Regions from separate parts of the Gossypium hirsutum genome. Here region 2 is linked to region 1. The links are chromatin contacts, called in public Hi-C maps. All regions are on one chromosome and are shown on one strand. Each heading gives the region's core, a stretch centred on a gene start, on an enhancer-like site or on the middle of the called end of the contact. The rest is flanking DNA. Distances are from core to core; before and after follow the strand shown.

Region 1 (7,474 bases), core at 2,930-5,429:
TTTGGTCAATTTTAATTACTTCTTTTATTTTTTGAATTTTAAAATTTCAATCATGATCAAGCAATAGCTATTAACTTTATTAAGTTATATGTTACTTCTAAAATCTGCAGCAAGTAAATTATGACCATCTCAAATTTCTATTTCCACGTATTATGTTATATGTTTTGCATCAAGACTGAAATTTTAAAATTCGAAAAATATAAGTATTAAGAACGATCCAATTTGAAAATATAGCTAAATCAACAATTTTACGCACAGCACAAGACTAGTAACAAAATTAATCTTTTACTTGTATAAAATGCTAATTAAAGTTTTTTATCAGATATTTATTTAATACGAGTTTAAATCATATTAATCTAATTTCATTCCAAAAATTATATAAATAAACATATATACAAATGTACATCATACTCATTTCATTCCCTTTTCCTTGTGTTCTTTCTCGGACAAGTTTATTTAACTTATAAGAGAAAGTGTGTAAAAAAAAAGGTTAAATTTAAAGCAAAACAAACATATTTTTATGTGCACCTTTATAGATTTAAGTTTATATGTTTACATAATGAATGTATTCATTTATGTGTGAAAATGTGAGTTTGAATACGTGAAAATACATTTGACGCTGACAACATTTTAAAATACTTATACTTCAAAAGAAGATAATTTTAAAGTCGAGTCTAATAAGTTAGGTCGAGTTCCTCACACTTGATAATCTGAATAGGTTATAATTAAGTAGCGTGCACAAAGAGTAATCTGTCAAAGCAAATATAAAATTAAAGAAAGCTTATATTTTGGGTAGCTATAAGTTTTTAAGGTATTCTCAAATGCACTTCTACATATTTAAACTCACATCCATACAATATAAAGGAGTGCACTTCACAAAATAAGTACAAATAGTGCACACCATGTAGGAGGAAATGAGTTCAGATAGTAAACATTGCGCTGACAAAATCTTAAGAACTCATTGTACCCTAAAAAGGATAATTCTAAAATATACATTACGACATGATCTAACGGGTCAGATTCCACTCAAATTCCCATACGAGGGAAAAAGAAATTTCTCGGGTGTATTATCCATGTACATTTTACTATTCATGTTAATGAATTCTAACAATATTATATCCAAAGTTTAAATTTGAAAATGCAATATTATATTTATTCCAAAGTTTTTAACTGAAAATAAGTGCAATATGTCAACTAAATTTCGATCCACATTTAACGTTAAATGAAGGAAATTTTGATTTATTTGATATTAGTACTTAAACATATTAAATAATTAACCCAAACTTTCAATGAGTTTAACTCATGGCCCAATGACCGTAGCTTATTTGGGCTTCCAATTTCGCATCTCAAGCTGCCCATAATTCAGACCCTTTTGACATTTGGGGCTTTGAATACATGATTCACATCCAGGTTTTTTGAGCTCTGAATTTAGTAATTATTATTACATTAGAATTTATTTATTTTTATTCAATTCCTTTTGTCTAAGTTAATCCATGATTTAGCAATTATTCCCACATTGAGACTTGAACTTCTTTTTTTCCAAATTAATCCCTAATATTTTTCTTGAAAGCCTTAAAGTTTAAGTCTCATTGTGGAACAATTGTCAAGTTCACGGGCTAACTCAGATAAAAAAAGTTCGAGCCCCAGTGTTCAAATAGCTGCTTAGTTCAGACCACAAGGTGAGAACAATCATCAAGTGCAAGAAGTAACTTGAACCAGGAAAAAGTTGAAGCCACAACGTGAGAATTATTAGTGATTTAACCCTTCTTGGAATCACAATAACGAACTAAAAATTAAAATATATCTGAACCTAAACTTAAACTATTTAGGCATGTGAACAGAAAACCCATATAATATTTAAACTTGATAAGATTCCTCAAAGTCCCAACGTCTCGGGTTCTTAAAGCTTCCTTTAGGTAAGTCTCATGGGCCAAGTTTGACTCTCAAACAAAGAAAAAAGAAAGAATGAAGCAAGGCATGGGCTAGTGGGCTCTGCGGACGGATATTTTGAAGACTAAACCGGTAAATACAATGTGCGTTAACCACAACAATTAGCATATTTTGTAATTATCTTTATAGTATTATATTACAATACATGTGGAATATGTCGGGGCCTAATAAATATTCATATATGGTCCCTAAGACTAAAAAGACCCATTTTGGACCAACTAATATTCATCTTTAAATTTCAAAACTTTTTTAATTTGACCATCAAAGTATCAACATTGCATCGATTGATCCCTTTCGTTAGCTTGGGTATTAAAACACATGTATCAAATTTGAAGGTATAATGATAAATTTAGCCCTTAACGTTTATATCTTTTGTAAATTTAACTCTTATTATTTTTTGAGCTAAGTTCAGCCTCCAACTTTTTTTAAAAAAAGTCAAAGTTGACTATCGACCTTTTAAAGAGAGTCAAATTATTACTTTTTTTAACGAAAATATTGACTAAAATATTAAAATTTTAATGAAAATACAGACTAAACAAGTTTATATTCTGAAATTTATGACATTTAAAATATAAACCATAATTTGGGGACATTCGATACAATTAACCTATTTTTTATTGGTTAAAGTATGTTGTTAGTCTTTATAAAAAGTTCAAAATTAAATCCTTTTTTTATTTAAAATTCTTAGTATGGTCATTAAAATTGTAAGTATTTTCTGTCAATATTTGTCAACTTGAAACTTGATTAGGCAGTCCTCATATGATGTATCATATGATTAACAGAAAATAAACATGATAAGTTGATAAATTTTGATAGAAACTGCTAACAACAACAATGATTAGACTTGGATTTTTAAATTGAAAAAGTAGAAGGATGGAATAACTTTTGTAGTACAAGGACTAAATCTGAAATTCTGTAAAGGTACAAGGATTGACAGCGTATTTTAACCTTTTAAAATTTACTACTTCGAGTCTTTCTTTGCCTGCAATCCCAAAATATTCCGTTTATCTCTCTTCCTTCCTATTCAAACCCCAAAAAGATTTGCGTGGACATGAAAATTAAAGTTGTAAAAGTTGGGCTAAATTTTACTATTAGTCCTTGTATTATGCATAAGTTATAGATTTAGTCCCTATATTTTAATTTGATTATTTTTAGTCCTAATACTTTTTGAAATTTAAATTTTCAGTCCTGATTAAGTGGTAGTCGTTAAATTCATTAAGTTGTGTTATACGATTTCTAAAATCTAATGTGACAAACATAGTATTATATGTATAATACTATGTTAGCTTGCTATTTTTAGATAATACTAATAAAAAAAGGCCAGTTAATTGATTTGTGACTGTCATCTAAGTTAGGATTGAAATTTCAAAATTAAAAAGAGTATAGGGACTAAAAATGATCAAATTGAAAAACATGTAAATTAATGATTTACGCATAATACAAAACTAATTGCAGAATTTAACCTAATGAATTCAATTGCTACCATTTGGGTAAGGACTTAAATGATAACATTCGAAAAGTAACGAATTAAAATTTACTATATTAAAAAAAGTAAAATACACCCAAGGTCACTAAACTATTGGTAAGTATTTGCTTTGGTCACTCAACTTCAAAAAGTTACAAAATGGTCATTGAATTATTTGAAAATTTTGATTTAAGTCGCTGAACTATCCAAAAGTTTGTATTTAAGTCACTGGACCATTAAGTTTTTTTTTTTTTTAAGTTCGGCTAGCAAGCTCCAAGTGATGATTGATACTGTGGATCAATACCCATCAACGAGTAGAACATATCCTATATCCAAGTTGATTTGGTGATCAATGCCAGAGATAAAAAAAAGGTTGTTTGGATTTTGGTTCGTATATTCGTCATGTTTCGAGTTGTTTCATGAAAAAAAAACTGTGAGCTATAAAAGTGAAGTGGAAGAAGAGCTTTCGATTGGTGCAAGTGAATCGAACGAAAATGGCCATACAACAATGATTTTAACAGCCTAATGATTTAAATGAAAACTTTTGTATAGTTAAGTGATTATTTTGTAATTTTTGAAGTTAAGTGACCAAAACGTAAATTAACTAATAGTTTTAGTGACAATAGGTGTAGTTTACCCAAATTAAAAATATAAATATTAAACCTACAACTTATGCATAATACAAGGACTAATAACGGAATTTAACCTAAAAGTTGTTGCAACTCTTAAGTCTTAATCAACATCGGTTGAGTTTAATGGCAATATTTTTGTTCTTATTCACAGATTCGATCCAACTTGATTTTCAATTCAAGAAGAGACCAAACGTGTTCACCAATCAAAGAAAAAAAGTGGGGAGTGATTCAAGTAGGATCATTCAAGAAAACTGTGGTAGTTAGGGAAGATAATGATAAAGAAAGGCATGTTATGAGTACTATTGAGAACTGAGTGGGGGGCTGCTCCATGCCCAAAGAAAGGGATAATTATGGCCGTGACCAAACAAGTGGTGTAAACTATGGAAAGTTGCCTTCATTTCTGTTAAATTCCATAATTAGGAAAATCAAAATCATAGCCTAGATTTTCTTTACCCATTATTGCACTCACGGTGTTTTCATATATCTCTTGATAACCTTTTGAAACTAAGCTTTACCCAGAGTTGAAAAGACAATATAGAAACAAAAAAATATGATAATGAAGCTTGTTTTATTATGGGTTTTGGGTTTATGGAGTGTTTCTGGGATTGATTTGAGCCGATCTGAGAGTTTCCTTTCGTATTTAGATGAAGAAGTTACAATGTCCCCTGGTAGTACCACCACTCTTATAGTTCCTCTCACTCTCATTCAAGGAGCTGCTTCTAAAGGAGCTGGTAATTCCCTGAAAAAAGAAACATATCAGATTCTTGATTCCTGTTGGGTTTTTTTTTTTTTGATGTATTTTGTGTCACAGTTTGTTTGGATGGAACGCTTCCTGGTTATCATCTTCATCGTGGGTTCGGGTCAGGTGCAAACAGTTGGGTTATCCATTTAGAGGTTTGGGTTTTGAAAAGAAGATTTGATTGTTATTGGTTCGCTATTAACTATTTGTCATTTGATGATCTCTTTTGTGTGTTTTTAGGGAGGTGGATGGTGTAATACCATTCGAAGTTGTGTATTCCGCAAAACTACAAGGCGTGGTTCATCGAAATTTATGGAGAAGTCCATAAATTTCACTGGAATTTTGAGCAACAAAGCTGAAGAAAATCCTGGTTGGTAATAATTATATATATATATGCAGTAGCATTTCTTCATAAAAAGCTTAATGGGGTCTTTTGAATCTTTTAGATTTCTACAATTGGAATAGAGTTAGGGTACGTTACTGTGATGGGGCATCTTTTGCTGGTGAGGGCCAAAATGAGGTTAGCAAACAGCACTGTTTTACTATATTAATGGCTAAGTTTGATTTATAGTGAATTGTTTAATTTGATTATTGAAAACCCACTTCTAAATATGTAAATGGTGATTGATTTTTACTGTCAAACATTGGTGACATATTCATGGTATTCAATGATTTTACTTTTCAGGCTAACAAGCTTTATTTTAGAGGACAAAGGATCTGGTTAGCTGCCATGGAAGAATTAATGGCCAAAGGAATGCAAAATGCTAATCAGGTTTTGCATCTCTCGTGAGTTATTTTCGGTTTTCAGTTTTGGATGTCTAGTATGTTTTATATATGTATATATTTGTTGTTGTTTCAGGCAATTCTTTCTGGATGTTCAGCTGGGGGTCTAGCTTCTATTCTTCATTGCGATGAATTTAAGAATTTGTTTCCGGAAACTACCAAAGTGAAATGTCTAAGTGATGCTGGACTGTTCCTTGACGCGTAATGAACTAGCTACATTAGTTTCTCTTCGATTACTGAAATGTAGTCTTAAAATCATTGTTTTCGTTACTTATGCAGAACAAATGTTGCTGGTGGCCATACCTTAAGGGATATGTATGAAGGTGTGGTTACTTTGCAGGTACTACTTTTGCATCTTTTGTAGGGTATGCGTTGTTCAAAACTCGAGTAATGAGTCGAACGTAAGGTTTCGTGCAGTAGAATCTTTTATGAGTAATCAACTATCGTTCTCATGAAATCTATTTTCATTGCTATGGTATTTTAGGGTGTACAAAAGAATCTGCCAAGTACTTGTACCAGCCAAAAGGATCCAACTTCGGTAAAACATTTCTGCTTTCTTGATCAGCATTCATGTAGTAGATTACATTTAGAAAGTAAATCGAACTAATTAAGAAATCCCCTAACTCTATATTTCATTTGCAGTGTTTCTTCCCTCAAAACTTGGTTTCAAATGTCAAGACCCCTATGTTTCTTCTCAATGCAGCCTATGATGCTTGGCAGGTAATCACTCTTTTTGTTACTTTCTATTTCTTCTTTTCGCATTTTCATTTCTTTTGTTTTTACCAGATGAGAGTTCTTAGTGCTAAACTTTTTGTGTTAGGTCCTATTCCGCTTTGTTTTATCTATGACAGCGAGTTTTTGAACTGAAACAATGCTGTACTATATATAAACTCGAAGAGATTTGTCTCAAGACTTAGATGATCTCTTGAATGCTGAATAACTTTGCTTAAATCTCTGGTTTCTATTTTTTCAGGTTGACCAGAGTTTAATTCCATCACTGGCTGATCCGCATGGCTTGTGGCGTGCGTGCAAAACGGATCGTTCTCATTGCAACTCATCGCAGATTCAGTTTTTTCAAGGTCATTTTCGAGTTTTGTTTCCATTTATGTTATGTTTCAAGTTTTTCCTTCAACCTCTCTTTTTCTCTTCTTTCTAACATCGAAACAGACTTTAGGAACCAAATGCTCGATGCCGTAAAAATATTCTCTGAGTCCAATCAAAATGGTTTATTCATAAATTCTTGTTTTGCTCACTGCCAGTCAGAGAGAAAAGATACTTGGTACGAGAATGATTCTCCTCGTATTGGAAACAAGGTACATCCCATCTATATTCGAGCATAGAATCATTAATGCGGTGGGTTGAACATAAAACTCCATAGGACTACTTAATTTCAAACTTTATGATCAAAATACTTGCTAAGGCTCTCTGCATGCGAGGCTCTGATTTTATATCACTTTACTTTGATTCCGTTGTCCATGCAGGGAATTGCAGTGTCGGTCGGAGATTGGTTCTTTGACCGAACAGCCGTTAAAGCTATCGACTGTCCATACTCTTGCGACAAAACTTGTCACGATGTTATCCTCAAGTGAGTGGGAAATTTTCATTGACTCATTGTTGAGGCCTCTATGGCTTCCATAATTATTCTTTTCCGTAATTGAGAATTTGTGGAAACTGTAACATTCATATGATTTTATAATAAGCAATAAATGCCTCCATAGACCTTTGATATCTGAGCATGCCAATGAGCAAAAAATATATATAATGTGTTTTTTTGTGGCTCCAAATGAATCATTGGTTTTGAGTGGTAAAAGTACCATAGAGGCCTTTGTACTAGGAGTTGGATTACATTTTATTCCCTCACAAAAATGGGCAAATTTGTTCTTGTACATTAGAATAAAGAACAAC
Region 2 (7,675 bases), core at 4,437-6,936, 260 kb after region 1:
AAAAACATAGCAAGCATTGTAGAACTTGCAACCGGTGTGTTGAAGGTTTTGATCATCATTGCAGGGTAAGAACCAATTTTGGTCTGTCATTTTTTGTTTCCTTTTCAAGTTTTCAGTGTAATTTGAGAAGCAATTTATGTTTATTGATATAGATTTGCTTGTTTTTATGTTATATATCAGTGGTTGAACAACTGTGTAGGCAAAAGAAACTATACAACATTCATTCTTCTAATGATTTTTGTCTTGTTAATGGTAAGTGGCTTTTCTATGTCCTTCAAATGCTCCAAAAAGGCTTCAAATTCTAAGTTAATTCTATTGTCCTAACAATTAATTGTTACTGTAACAATAGCTGATTCTAGAAGGAGGCACTGCAATTGCTATATTTATTAGGTGCTTTGCGGACAAGAAGGGAATAGAGCTAGAGCTGGAGAAAAGGCTTTACATAAAGTTCCGTAGAGAAGTTCTTGCCACTATAACAGTAAATATTATTATCTCTTTTCCACATTGGAAAATCTCTCTTATTGGAGTTCATTTTGAATGCAAAAAATCTGGTTTGGGTTTGTCTCAATTCTTGGAAATGTCACAGGTTTTGTTGGCTTTGTTTACTGTTTATGGATCAGCTGCAATGGGACAACTTTTCTTCTTTCATGTAGTTCTGATAAGAAAGGTAAGTAAAATAAGGAAGGGGTAAGGGTTATCCAGGGATCAAACTCGAGACTGGTGTCAATTGAAGACTTGATATCAAGTCTTTTTTGTTAGTTCACCTGTGTTCAATCGATGCTTCCTTCTTTGATTAGTTTCTAACACATAATGTAGTAGACCAAAATAAGATTCCCCATCACATTCTTCCTTCAACATCTCCATTGTAAGCTTTGCACATGAAATGAGGTAATTTCCATGTGGTCAGTTTGCAGTAAAAGATAGAGTTCTGGTGGGAGATAATCATTATATGATCACTCCATTGAAAGATCTTTGCATCATATGGCTATTTCAACACTTGCAATATGAAGCTGTGAAATTGAGGAAATTTTGTGTCTATTTCATGGTGTACCACATTGGTAATTATAACAAGTATGAGCATGTCACAGTACATCACCATGCCCTATGATCTCAAATCCCCGTTCTTTTAGCCTGTGCTAGGAAATTTGACCATTTGGTTCCTTGTTAATTCATGCTCTCAACTGTGGCATATTTTGCTGTATCATTGCCCTCAATTGAATGTGCTGATTCTTGTTACAGGGAATGAGAACATATGATTATATATTGGCAATGAAAGAAGAGAACCAATTTACAGTGGACCCTTTTGACGACTCCGATGTCTCGTCAGACGACAGCTCTGATTTTGATTCACCCGAAAAATCAACATTCTTGTCGAGGTTCATATGCAAAGGACTGAGAACTCAGGTATATACAAGACATCCAAAACTTGATTTTATCCAAAGAATTTCAGCAGTGTCATCATCTTACAGGTGTGAGTTCAATTTCAGGATCCCCCCAGATTGTCCATAAGAATTGATGAAGATCCTAAAGCTTCCACCTCAACCAGCAAGAAGCAAGGGTTCCATGTAAGCATTGATCCATGGAAACTGATAAATCTTAGTAGGGACAAAGCTCTTCTAGCTGCAGATAAGGCTAGACAAAGGCTTATGATACAAAAGCCAGCAGTGGAGATTGATGCATTGAAGCCACTACCACTAGAAACAAAACATGGCCCATTAATGAACCCTGAAAGAAATATGGCCAATTCAGGAACAGCTGCAACACCTCTAGTTTCTAAAGGCAGAATTCCAGGTTCACCAGGAAGACTTACAAGCCCGAGGCGTCGATTTTCAGGCTCTCCAACTATGTTTTCTGCTATGCCATCACCGTCACCAAAACAAAAGTACAGAAGCAATTTCGATTTGAAGTTAACCGAGGTTTCCAGGGAGCTTGAAACATACATTTCAAGGCAAGTTTTATGTTCTGTCATAAAGAAAGATGAAAGTGAAGCATCACCAAGATGAAAAAAAACAAAGATTCATTTGGTTGTTTGTGTGAATTCTTGATGAAACATCTGATTTAATTTTTTTCGTTTTTGAACTCATTTCGAACAATGTGATACTCATTTTAGATCGATGAATACAAATACAGTTGAACAACTTAGGACCAAACTAAGCACATGCATTGATACAAAGAATCTTGTACTGTTTTACAAAAACAAAGAAATGAGGCTATCAAGTCATTATTGTGGGTACCTTAACTTGGGAACTTCCTTCACATATACTTCCAAAGCATGAAAAGTGGCCTTGCCCTTTCATACAAAGGGGTACAACTTTCCAGGAAACAGGCTGTATAGTCCCACAATCAGAATAAAGGCAACACAAGCAATAAATTTACACATTTTTATTTAAATATTTCTATGATTCTGTTTTCATTGAACTTTTTGAATAACAAAATTTTAACATGTTGAGATTTCAGACTATACCACAAGCCAAAGGACAAAAAAAAGAAGAGGAAAAAAGGTCACCCAATTATTTACTACTACACACAAAAGTTTACAATAAACAATCTCTCAACACTATCTCACAAGCTAAACCACCACAAAATCAGCTACTCCAATCAACTTCTTATGTCGGGAAACGTTTCCTTGGCAAGGTGACGGGCTGTTTTGTTTTGAGAAATGGTAAGAATCAAAATTGGAAGTAAAGAATTCAAAATTCATGAAAGAGGGTTGCTATACGTCCACTATTTACGATGAAAACAGCCAAGAACCTTTGTTTTGATTACCTGAACTCCGCAGATGGTTCGGTAGTAGGTAACAATCTGAATAATGCTTGGGGTAGATACTTTCCTTCAGAGGTTCGCAAATTTCTGGGGAAACCAATGAGGAGTATCCCTGAATGTTCGAGCAGTTCCATGGAGACTTGGTGGTTACATCGAGAGTAATATTCAATAAGCAAATATGACGAAAACTGTCCCCTTCTATACCTTTGAGGAGGCCTGCAACTTTTATGTTATCTCCTATGACATCTTTAAAAGTAATCCTTTCTATCACAGGGAGCGAATTTGGATCGTAAAACTCATCTGGATGCTGAGAAAAATTACTATTGAAGAATATCGCTGTGTCTACACCAACCAAAGTAACATTTGATATATAGATGTTTCTCACGTAACCACCCCTTCCACGAGCTGTTTTTAATATAATACCGGTGCTTGAATTGAAAAAATAGATATTTTCTGCATAAACTTCGGAAACACCTCCGGACATCTCACTTCCAATTGCAATTCCAGAGCCGTTTTGGTTGTGTCCAGTAAGCCGGCGGATGATAATATTTCTGCTGGGACGAGCAAATGAAATGCCATACTCATCCCACCCACTTTTGATGGAAATTAGATCATCACCGGTGCTAATGTAACAGTCTTCAATGCAAACATCATCGGAAGAATCTAGATGCATTTGATCGTATCAGTAAGAAAAAGAGTTAAAGGTTAACTTGGCAAACTGGGAAAAGTTAAAAAGAATTCACCTGGATCGATCCCGTCCGTGTTTGGTGAATCCAGAGGAGCCAGGATTGTGACATCCTGGACTATGACATGGCTGTAAATCGAGAAAATAAAGTCGACTTACTCTTGATAGTTCTGTTCTAAAACTGGTGTCGTAGACAATTTGCTTACAACATTCAAAGAAGAGCATGGGAAGACCACTAACCTGCAGTAAACCGGGTGAATGGTCCAAAATGGAGAATTCAAGAAAGTCAAGTTCGAGATTACAACACCAGTTGAGTTCATTAATTCAACCAGATGGGGCCGAGTATAGTTCAGAGTTTTACTTCTAAACCAGTTCCACCAAACAGAACCTTGGCCATCAATAGTGCCATTATCACCTGCATGAAGAACCTGTGGCATCAATAGAAGAAATAAAAGGCTTATGGAAGATGATTTCTCATCAATGTTCCTAACCTGTTATGATTACATCAGTCAAATTGCGACCATATATTAAGCTTCGGTGCCTTCCACCAGGTAACTCCCTACCTCGGCCATAGGATGGCAGAGGGTCAACGACTGGCCAATCATCCGAATTCTGAAACAACAGGAGCTATGCTGTTATATGATAAGTGATAAGAACAAAACACCAGTGGTAGCTTATGATGACGGATAGAAATACCTACAGCAAGATATCAAATAGACTAGCAGTCGAGAATTGATGATCATGAATCATGTTTGAAAGCATATAACCGTTCATTACATATAGCATGTCCTACAGGTAAATGTTCTTTTGAAGTAAGTTACGGACTTACCATTGATCCAAGAATTATTGCATCCTTATCTAACCACAAAGTTAGGTGACTGATGAGATCGAAGCTTCCTGTTAACCACCGGCCAGCCGGGACAAAAAGCTTGGCCCCACCTTTATCAGCAAATGAATTGAGGTAGAAGATAGCATTCTGAAAGGCTTTTGTATTGAGAGTAACACCATCTCCAACTGCACCGAATTCAGTAATGGTGACACTGTGAGGTCGAATCTCCCCCATACCGGTCTGTTTGCAAAGCGAGTTGCCCTTGACAGCCCATGTAATATGACTGAAAAATGCAAGTACGAGAAGCAGATACACCAGCTGAAAACAAATGCATACAAAATTAACCATGAATGCTATAGCTTGATAGGTAGATAGGGGAAATTTACTGATTTAAGTAATTTAGACAAGTATGAACACTTAATAAACATAGAGTTGAAAATATAACACAAAAAGAGAGCTAGATTAACAGCAATGTGAATCAAAAGATGCCTGAAAATAGGTGGATGAGAAGAAACATGCAAAAGCAATGAAGGAATAACTTTATCAACCAAGTCATGGATAATAAATGAGCAGATTTCATGCCATAAAACTAGCAGATTAACACAAAAAGAGATAAAAATTGAATTACATTCAGAAAAAAAGCTAAAAAGAAGAACCATTTGCTCATTTAGATCCCAAAATGAGCCAAAACTATCATTCCTCAAAACACATTTTGAACATTTTGTTCAGATCTAGTTCAAAGTCCAAGAACATAAGATATTCAGAAGGAAAAGCAAGGATCAAAGAACTCACACTAAAAAAGCTCTTCATATGAATGAGATCTGCAAAAGACAGCTCAGTGAATCCACAAAAACCAGTCTTTTTAACTAAAAAGATCTCCCCTTTTTTATTTGATCAAAACAAAAAACAAAGGGAAAGGGAATAACCAAGGAAGCGTTTGTCTTTCTTTTAACTTTTTTTTCATATGAACAAGAATAAGATCCCGTTAGCTAGCTAGTGTGATAAGGCAAAGTGTGAGAAAAATGGGTGATTAGATAGGTCATTGAGAGAACCACTACCACCACTCAAAGAGAAAAAAGAATGATTGAAAGTGACTGTTGCTGCTCGCCAAAAATTAAGCAGTAGGGTCCCTCTTTATGTGTTCATTTGCTCCATTAACACTCCCTCTCTGTTCTTCTTGCTCACTGATAATCACTTATAAGAAGAAATGAAGGATTACCCAGAAAAGTTGAAGCTTTGAACTAGCTGAAAACAAGTGCAAGCTCCATATGGAGTGGCTGCAAATGGGGTTTATAGATTCAGATAACAAAAGGGTAGAGCTTTTTTCTTTTTTTTTGTTACAGTGTGTTCCTGGCTTGTTTGTTTAATAGGATGAGTGTTTTTTATATAGTAAGAGACTTTCTCATGTGATAACTGTCTTACTGGTTTCAATTAAGTTCTTAAAATCAGTAAAAAATAATGAAATAAAAAGAAGAAAAAAATGAAATTTTTGACCCCGCCTCCATGATCGTCAATTCATTCAAAACGGGGTTTTATACAGTTATTTCCTTTATATATTTAACTAATGCATAATTATAAAACAAAACAACAAACAGACAAGGAATTACAACAAATGGGGAGGTAGGTCAATGTTCTTTAATGTTTTATTGCATTGTTTGGTATCTAATAATTACATTAAATTTTAATTAAATTTGAAGTCGAATAAAATTAAATCCAAAACAAAGGTTTTTTACCCTGATTTTCTTTACAAAATTTAAATTTTAAACTCGAAAATTTATTTAAGGGTGATCGAGTTTCTTTAAGTTGGTGAATGGTTTTTAACATATGGCTTTGATAGATTGACAGGAAATAGGCTTGAGCAGTTAAAAGAGGTAACCTAACAGTGCTGTGGGCTATGGCAGCCGAGCGGTTCAAACCAGTGGGCTTGGTGATAGTGAACTCAAACGCCACAGGCTCTGTAAGAGCAAGCGACCACCTTTGGTGGAATCATGGCTCAAGAGTCCGGGTTTGATTCAAAAATGATAAAAAAAAAAATTCGTATTCGACGGGTTCTAACCCGACCCAAGTTAATAAGATCGGATTTTTTTTAAAAATCGAGTTTAAGACGAATTAGGGCGGTTTTTTTTTATATAATAATCAAGTCAAATTTAAAGAAAATTCATCCAATTAGTCTCGAGATAATTACAAAATTACTTTATATATATGATATATTAATATTGTACCCTCATTTATTTTATTTTTGCTGCTCACCCCTGTATTCTTCTTCTTTCTTTTTTTTTCTGTGTGTGTGTTTTAACTCACTGTTTGAAAACTGTTTCATAAATGAAATATAAAGACAAAATTTAATGAGGAAAATAATAATAATGATATTATTATATTTCATGCACACCAGTATTATATTAGATAAAAAAATTTATTATCGTTAAATATAAATAATATATCATCCCTAATTTGGTACTTAAACCCCTTTAAAGAAACCTAAAACAAATTCTATTTTCATTGGCCAGAACAACACTTTCAAGCATTATGATTATTAGATTAATTTTTCTTTTTAATAGTATTATAAATAATTTTAAAAAAAAGTAGGTGATCAATTTCATCTCATGGCCACGAAGGGGTAATTGTAATTTAATGGAATAAGAAAAAATGTCGTTAAAGAAGGGGACATGAATGAGAGAACTCTTCATCACTGTCATAACTAATACCTACTGTTTTTTTTTCATTGTGAAGTAGTGTAATCTTAATAAAAGTGACGTACAAACTTTTTTCCCTTTACCAAAAAAATGAATAAATTAATTTTTATACATTAAATCGAAAAAAAATTGATCATTCTACTAAAAATTTTCATCCAATTTTATCGTAAAAAATGGTTTCTATACATCAGCATGAGGTCACGTGGTACTGTCTGGTTATTCTATCAACTATGCTAGTTTTTAACAATACAAAAGGATGAGTCGGTTGAGTCTTAACTCGATTGACTTGGGTATTGTCACTAATACAATAAGACGTGGGTTCGAGTGCACTGAAGCGCATTATCTTCCTATTTATGGGTTAGGGAGGGGCTATAAGTAGTTCTAGGCATTGTGTCGAAAAGAGTAAATATGATCAAAACTTATAATGAGATTATTCAAAAATAATAATACAAATGGATGAATTTTTTAATAGAAAGGATCAATTTACTATTTGATTTAATGTATATAGACTAATTTATCTTTTTCTTACTAAATGAGACAAATTACAATTTAACTCTTAATATAAAGGCTTCTATGATATATTTTATCGTGTGAACTTGCATTCACAACCAATATTTTTGGAATGCAAATCAGTGTTTGGTAAAAATGAAAATTTCCATATATACTTTTATGGAAAAATTGTTAGGTCACTACCAATGTTTGAGG

Evidence for each region. A called contact is a pair of places that touch in the nucleus more often than the background predicts.
Region 2: a Hi-C map of leaf shows a contact between it and region 1, with 3 times the contacts expected there. The contact joins the promoter of LOC107945985 here to the promoter of LOC107945920 in region 1. A contact is called at or near these places in 13 of 34 Hi-C or Micro-C datasets (callus, fibers, hypocotyl and 1 more).

What each region holds. Positions count from the first base shown.
Region 1 is chrD12:42,562,680-42,570,153 of Gossypium_hirsutum_v2.1, forward strand. LOC107945920 (pectin acetylesterase 3) reads left to right here and starts at 4,180. Exons shown (of 12, transcript XM_016880083.2): 1 at 4,180-4,778; 2 at 4,859-4,941; 3 at 5,027-5,156; 4 at 5,233-5,306; 5 at 5,472-5,558; 6 at 5,646-5,770; 7 at 5,849-5,909; 8 at 6,054-6,107; 9 at 6,212-6,289; 10 at 6,543-6,648; 11 at 6,737-6,882; 12 at 7,051-7,297. The coding sequence starts at 4,598. The coding sequence ends at 7,158.
Region 2 is chrD12:42,819,059-42,826,733 of Gossypium_hirsutum_v2.1, forward strand. LOC107945985 (probable polygalacturonase) reads right to left here and starts at 5,687. Exons shown (of 8, transcript XM_041106795.1): 1 at 5,070-5,687; 2 at 4,278-4,595; 3 at 3,940-4,060; 4 at 3,689-3,863; 5 at 3,507-3,577; 6 at 2,767-3,426; 7 at 2,235-2,327; 8 at 1,793-1,962. The coding sequence starts at 5,087. The coding sequence ends at 2,254. It overlaps LOC107945983 (protein S-acyltransferase 18), which reads left to right. Exons shown (of 9, transcript XM_016880159.2): 4 at 1-65; 5 at 181-252; 6 at 350-478; 7 at 587-667; 8 at 1,240-1,404; 9 at 1,488-2,478. The coding sequence ends at 2,003.